2 separate regions of the Pan troglodytes genome follow, and region 1 is linked to region 2. The links are chromatin contacts, called in public Hi-C maps. All regions are on one chromosome and are shown on one strand. Each heading gives the region's core, a stretch centred on a gene start, on an enhancer-like site or on the middle of the called end of the contact. The rest is flanking DNA. Distances are from core to core; before and after follow the strand shown.

The links. Hi-C and Micro-C count contacts between places; a contact is called where the count stands out from the background.
Region 1: a Hi-C map of induced pluripotent stem cells shows a contact between it and region 2, with 2.6 times the contacts expected there. The contact joins the promoter of RSPO3 here to the enhancer-like site in region 2. A contact is called at or near these places in 3 of 7 Hi-C or Micro-C datasets (induced pluripotent stem cells and stem cell-derived neural progenitor cells) and 1 of 1 datasets of contacts at active chromatin or transcription factors (stem cell-derived excitatory neurons).

Annotation. Positions count from the first base shown.
Region 1 is chr5:139,005,522-139,008,813 of NHGRI_mPanTro3-v2.0_pri, forward strand. RSPO3 (R-spondin 3) reads left to right here and starts at 1,662. Exons shown (of 5, transcript XM_001166327.8): 1 at 1,662-2,336. The coding sequence starts at 2,240.
Region 2 is chr5:138,238,532-138,241,791 of NHGRI_mPanTro3-v2.0_pri, forward strand. The region is part of intron 2 of CENPW (centromere protein W); the gene reads left to right. Among named protein-coding and RNA genes, the nearest start is that of CENPW, 21 kb to the left of the region's middle. Within about 2 kb of position 1,865, at least 2 of the 24 cell types and tissues checked have an H3K27ac peak or open chromatin away from gene starts, as enhancers often do. A contact at or near this core is called in induced pluripotent stem cells, where this site is marked.

The sequences.
Region 1 (3,292 bases), core at 412-2,911, 770 kb after region 2:
ACAATTCACAGCATTGCAAACTTACAAAATGCTCTAATTCATGTAAATTTACCTAATTTACATAAATTGAAGGCAATCCAGTAATAGGGATTACAAATGGAGGAAGCAGATAGAAGTGCAAGTGTCACTTGCTACTCTGCAAGGCTTTAGCAATTGACTTACACTGAATTATTTGAGCACAAAAATTAGCAAAGCACCTATGAATCAGGGACTCTTTCAAAGTGACCTCCCAGAAGTTTGCTGCTGTGTTAACCTGTAGTGCTAGTGTAGTCCTTCAGATATTCTGTTAAATATAATACATAGGGCAGGCTTATGTTAAAATCACTTGAGGCTTGTGACTTTCGACTAAATACTTCTTCAGTAATTACTGAAAAGTTCATCGGCTGGTGCTACCGGAGAAAAGACGTGGAAAGCTCACCATTTACTAACGACAGCCAGGGTGTGCCCCACTCAGGGGTGCCGGCCCTCTGTTCTCCCATCCCTGGGTGGGCCAGAGCATCTTACTCTCTGCTGCCTTGGGCCTCCACTTGGGCTGGGAAGATAAGAAAGTAGTGGACCTTCCCCTTCCTTCCCCAAGACTGGGAAAATCTTTCCAAATCTTATTCCCAGTCTTCCAGATGCGAGATTAAAATGTACAACAGATCCTCTCAAGAACACTGGGAGACCGAGGGTGGGAGAGAAAACTCCAAGGGGGGCGAGCTGACTATAGAGGGAATTGCCTGAGCGGGAAAGGAATCTTCCAAAGCCACAGAAAAGCCTTGGTTTGGAAGAAAGCCGTAGCACAGCTGCATTTCCAACGGGAAGGTCCTGAGCGCACACACTTCTGGGTCCTCCCCGCTCGGAGCAGGTAAACCTCAGAGTAGCTGACCGGCAGCACCCACAGAGTTTCCTCCCCACCACCCGCCTGGCGACCAACTGCAGCCGAAAAGAAAGAAAGAAAGGAAAGAAAGAAAGAAAGAAGAAGGAAGGAAGGAAGGAAGGAAGGAAAGAAGGAAAGAAAGAAAGAAAGAAAAAGAAAGAGGAAGGAAGAAAGAAAGAAAGAGAGAGAGAGAGAAAGAAAGAAAAAGAAAAAGGGAGAAAGGCAACAGAGGAGAAGGTCAGGAAAGCCGGTAACAAGTCAGCAGCCAGAAACTCTCCAGCGATCTGCCAAGGGGGAGAGGGTAGTTGCGCGCCGGCGCTGGGGATGGGGTGGGGGCGCGGGGGCACAAGGGCGCAGGGGCGCACGGCCACCAACAGCCGGGTGCGCCTAGCTTGAGGCCGCGGAGAGGAGCCGAACTGGGATGGGTGGGGGGGTCTTCGGCCTCAACACTGCCTGCCAGCCCCAGTGCGCCCAAGTCTCCCCGCCAGAGCTGCCCTTCTGGAGGGGCTCTTCGCACGCACTGCTTTCCCCATTCTTCTGGCTGGAATTCTCCCGCCGTCACTGCAGTGTCCAGAGATGCTGCGCTGTAGACTCGGGACCCCTTAGGCGCCTCTTCCCGTCCCTCTGCCAAAGCGCAACGCCTGTACTTTTCCAGCTCCCTCTTTCCCTCTTGAAATTGAAAGTTATTGAGGTCGCTCAGGGTTGTTGCTCCAGCAGTTTCCTTCCCCGCCCCCGAGCTCCCCCCGCCCCCCACAGCCATCCCCCCTCCTCTCCCCCTCCCTGCCCTCCTCTCCCTCCCCCCTCCCTGCCCTCCTCCTCCTCCTCCCCTATGTGGTGCTCCCGGGAGCCCAGCCCAACACTGGAGCGTCTCCTGCTCGCGCACGCCAGAAGCAGCTCGGGGTCTCTCCGCCGCCCCTTGGCCATGGCCGCTGTGCCGACGGCGCCCGCTCCCCTGCGCTCCCGGGGCCCCCGCCGCTGCAGCCGCAGCCGCCGCAGCTTCTGAGCCCAAGGGGCCGCCGCTGCCGCCGCCGCCGCCGCCGCTCGCCCGCCCGGATCCCGCCTGCGGCAGTTGCCGCACAACATGCTACCTGCGGCCGCCCCGGCGGCTCCTGGAACCCCGGTTCGCGGCGATGCCAGCCACCCCAGCGAAGCCGCCGCAGTTCAGTGCTTGGATAATTTGAAAGTACAATAGTTGGTTTCCCTGTCCACCCGCCCCACTTCGCTTGCCATCACAGCACGCCTATCGGATGTGAGAGGAGAAGTCCCGCTGCTCGGGCACTGTCTATATACGCCTAACACCTACATATATTTTAAAAACATTAAATATAATTAACAATCAAAAGAAAGAGGAGAAAGGAAGGGAAGCATTACTGGGTTACTATGCACTTGCGACTGATTTCTTGGCTTTTTATCATTTTGAACTTTATGGAATACATCGGCAGCCAAAACGCCTCCCGGGGAAGGCGCCAGCGAAGAAGTAAGTGCAGGGTTTTTTACGCGTTTGCTCCCTCCCGCCGCGTTCACCTGTCGGGTCGCTTTGCCTGTCCGGAGCCGGCTCCCAACTGCAGCGGTCCTCCCGCCCCGCGCCTCGCACAGGAGATGCAGGTTCGGGCTTTGGGGGTATGGACGGCGTCTTTCACCCTTGCCTCTCGGCGCCCCTGCCTTCCGCAGCATCCTAGCCGGTGCGAGGGGCGGGCGGACGCGGCGCTAAGGTGGCTCCCGCCCCATGGTAACTTCAGGTTCGCGGGAAAGTTCGGTCCTGGGTTAGACTCGCACCCGGGATTTGTGCTTTCCTTTTGAGGATCGGACAGGGGCACCCAGCCGAAGGCACTTGGGACGCCCAGACGCAGGATGCCCCTGACCGCTGAGTAAATGCCAAGGGAGGCGCGGCCGCGGTACCCGCTCACCTAGCGCAACCGCCTCGCGCGGGGAGACCTCGGCTGGGCCCTTAGGCTGGACTCCGGTAGCCGAACGCCCGCTACCCGGCCAGGAAGCCAGGGAGCGAGCGCCTGCGCGGCCGCATCCCCGACACGCACCAGCGGAGCCAAAGGGCGCGCGAGGCGATGGGGTTCGCGTGTCTGCGCGTTTGCAGAGCTGCCGGACGTCCCCCGCCCGAGGGTTGAAGACAGCAAAACCCCAGCTGTGGGGAGCCGGAGGTGCGGAGTTTCCAGGTTCTCTCTTGTCACATGTGAGCGTCTGTACCATCTCTGGCCCTTTCAAGTGTGTCCCCTGAGACACACACGTACAGAGAGTGGGGTCTCCCTAAAGATTCGCCTCCTCGCTGCCCTTAATGCTGTTATTTGGAGGGTTGGATTGTGATGGCTTCTTAAGACGGTGTCCTAGCTGGAATTAAGCGGACACCACCACGGCAGCCTCAACCTGGGTTGGTCTGTCTGAAAGGTAGAATCTTCCCAAGATGAAGGGACAGATGCG
Region 2 (3,260 bases), core at 615-3,114:
ATTTTTGGGTAGGTTATTCTGTAGATGTCTGTTAGGTCAAATCAGTCAAGTGTTGAGTTTAAGTTCAAAATTTCTTTGTTTTCTGCTCCAGTGATCTGTCTAATGCTGTCAGTGAGGTGTTGAAGTCTCCCACTATTACTATGTGTCTGTCTAAGTTTTTTCCTAGGTCAAGAACTTGTTTTTTGAATCTGGGTGCCCTAATGTTGGGTGATTACATAATTAGGATAGTTATATCTTATTGTTGAATTGTTCTGTTTATCATTACATAATGCCCGTCTTTGTCCTTCCTAATAGTTAGTGGTTTAAATTGTTTTGTCTGATAACAAGAATAGCAACTCCTGCTTTTTTCTTTTCTTTTTTTTTTTTTACATTTGCATGATAGAACTTTCTTTATCCCTTTATTTTGAGCCTGTGGGTGTTGTTACTTGTGAGATGGGCCTCTTGAAGACAGCAGATAGTTGGGTCTTGTCATTTTATCTGAATTACAACTCTATTCCTTTTAAGTGGAATGTTTAGCCCATTTACATTCGGGCCTGGTATTGGTATGTGAAATTTTGATCCTGTCATTGTGTTAGCTGGTTGTTAGGTAGACTTGATTGTGTAGGTGCTTTATATTGTCTGTGGGCTATGTGCTTAAGTTTGATTTTGTGGTAGCAAAACATATTTCAGTTCCATATTTAGCACTCCCTTAAAGACATCTTATAAGGCCGGTCTAATTGTAACAAATTCCCTCAGTGTTTGCTTGACTGGGAAGGATTTTATTTTTCCTTCGCTTATGAAGTATAGTTTGGTATGATACTAAATTCTTGGTTGGAATTTCTTTACTTCAAGGATGCTGAAAATAGGTTCTCAGTGTCTTCTGGCTTGTAAGATTTCTGCTGAGAGATCCACTGCTAGCTTGATGGGGTTCCTTTTGTATGTGGCCTGACCTTTCTCTCTAGGTGTGTTTAAGATTTTTTTCTTTTTCATTGACCTTGGAGAATCTGATGACTCTATGCCTTAGGAATAGTTGTCTCCTATAGTACCTAGCTAGGGTTCTCAGTATTTCTTGAATTTGCATGTCAACCATTCTGGCTAGATTAAGGAAATTTTTGTGATATGTAACCTCAAATATATTTTCCATGTTACTTATTCTCTCTCCTCTCTCAGGAATGTCAATGACTTGTAAGTTTGGTATCTTTACATAATCCCATATTTCTCAGAGATTTTGTTAATTTAAAAAAAAATTTTTTTTTCTCATTTGAGTTGATTTGAAGAACTGGTCTTCAAGCTCTGGGGTTTTGTTTTTTGTTTTTTGTTTTTTTTTTTTGTTTGTTTGTTTGTTTCCCCTAACTTGGTCTATTCTGCTGCTACTACTTTCTATTGTATTATGAAATTTCCATAGTGAATTTTTAGTTCCAGAAGGTCAGTTTGTTTCTTTCTTATAATGGTTATTTCATCTTTCAGCTCTTGGATCATTTTACTGGATTCCTTGGATTGGGTCTCAACTTTCTCATAAATCTCAATGAGCTTCTTTGCCATCCAGATTCTGAATTCTGTGTGTGTCATTTTGGTCATTTCAATCTGGTTATGAACCATTCCTGGGGGAGTAGTGGGCTTATTTGGAGGTTAAGGGGACATTCTGACTTTTTGAATTGCCAGAATTCTTGCACTGATTCTTTCTCATCTGGAGGGGCTAGTATTCTCTTAACTGTGGTATAGTTTGAATATAGTAAGTTGGGTTCATTTCGCGATGCATTCAGAGGGTCATGACTCTGTATGGGATTTTTATTTGTGGATGAATTCTTATACTTGTTTTCACAGGGATGTATATTAGATAATTTTGGTGTTATAGTTTCAGCTGTTATCCAGTAGATGGCGCTTAAGACGCTTAAGAGTAATTGCGGGTAGATGGGCTCTTAATCAAGATGTGTGGCTCTTTTCTATTTCTTTCTTTCTTTTTTTCTTTTTTTTGAGACGGAGTCTTGCTCTCGCCCAGGATGGAGTGCAGTGGCGCAGTCCCGGCTCACTGCAAGCTCCGCCTCCTGGGTTAATGCTTTCTTCCTCAACCTCCAGGGGAGCTGGGACTACAGGCGCCGGCTACCACGCCTGGCTCATTTTTTGTATGTTTAGTAGAGATGGGGTTTCACCATGTTAGCCAGGATGGTCTTGATCTCCTGAGCTCGTGATCCACCCGCCTTGGCCTCCCAAAGTGCTGGGATTTCAGGCGTGAGCCACCGCGCCCAGCCTCTTTTGTATTTCTATGTTCATAACCATGCTCTGTGGTGGGCAGAGAGATGACACCCTCACCAGGCCTGCTCCTGGGCATTTAGGGAATCCCCTTGGTCACTAGCACCACTCTCATTTTTCTTTTGTTGAGTGTTCCAGGCTGTGGGACTTCATCAGGTAGAGGCCAGGACAGGGAGATAGACTACACTCTTTCTGAACTGGTACTGTGGAAAGAGGCATGCCCCACTGCCACACATCTTGTCCCTCTTACTGCTGTGAAAATGGGGGCTCCTCTGCTTAAGTGCCGGCCACAACTTTCAGCTCAGTACTCCAGAGCTGTGTGCCACAGCCCTGGCAGGCTGGGAGGGCCAGTGGCTTAGGGCTGGGCTCTGGCTCTGCTGGGGGATACAAAGTGCTCTCCGGAAAGTACTCAGGTGTATTAGAGCACTCAGGCTGGGCCCTGGAGGCTGCGCTGTGCACACACTTCTATGGAGTGGGTCGACAGGGGCCCTGGGAGGGGCTGGTGGGCAGGAGGGCCTGTAGAACTGATGCACCCCAGTCCTGCAGGAAAGCCAGTCTTGCCCTTTCCTGGCTTGGTAGTCAGCTGGGGCTGGAGCTTCTCAGAGGGAGATGACATGCCGTGGGAGTGAGCATCTATGGCTGCCCTTTGTTGGAGCCACCCTATGCACAAAAGCTCATGGGCTCTGTGCCAGTTGAGGCCCTGTCTGCTTACTCCCTGGCCATATTCCTCTGCCAATTCACAGGCCCATGGGGGTGTGGGGTTCCCTGTAGCTAGGATCCCAGTGGTCTGTAGTGAGATTGAGCTGTCCCTCAGTCCCTTCACTCCTTCCCTAGGAGCTGTTTGGTGCACCCGATTCAGTCTCAGTGCTCAGCTTCCTCTTCAGCCTCAGTGTTACTTGTCTCTTCATCCACCCTCAGTGTTTTCTCTCCAAAGATCTACCCAGATTATGTTGGTTTACTTGTTAATTCGTTCTCTCTCAGTGGGAACAGCGCTTCGTGGCTTTGTCTAGTGCTATCTTGTCCCCCACCTT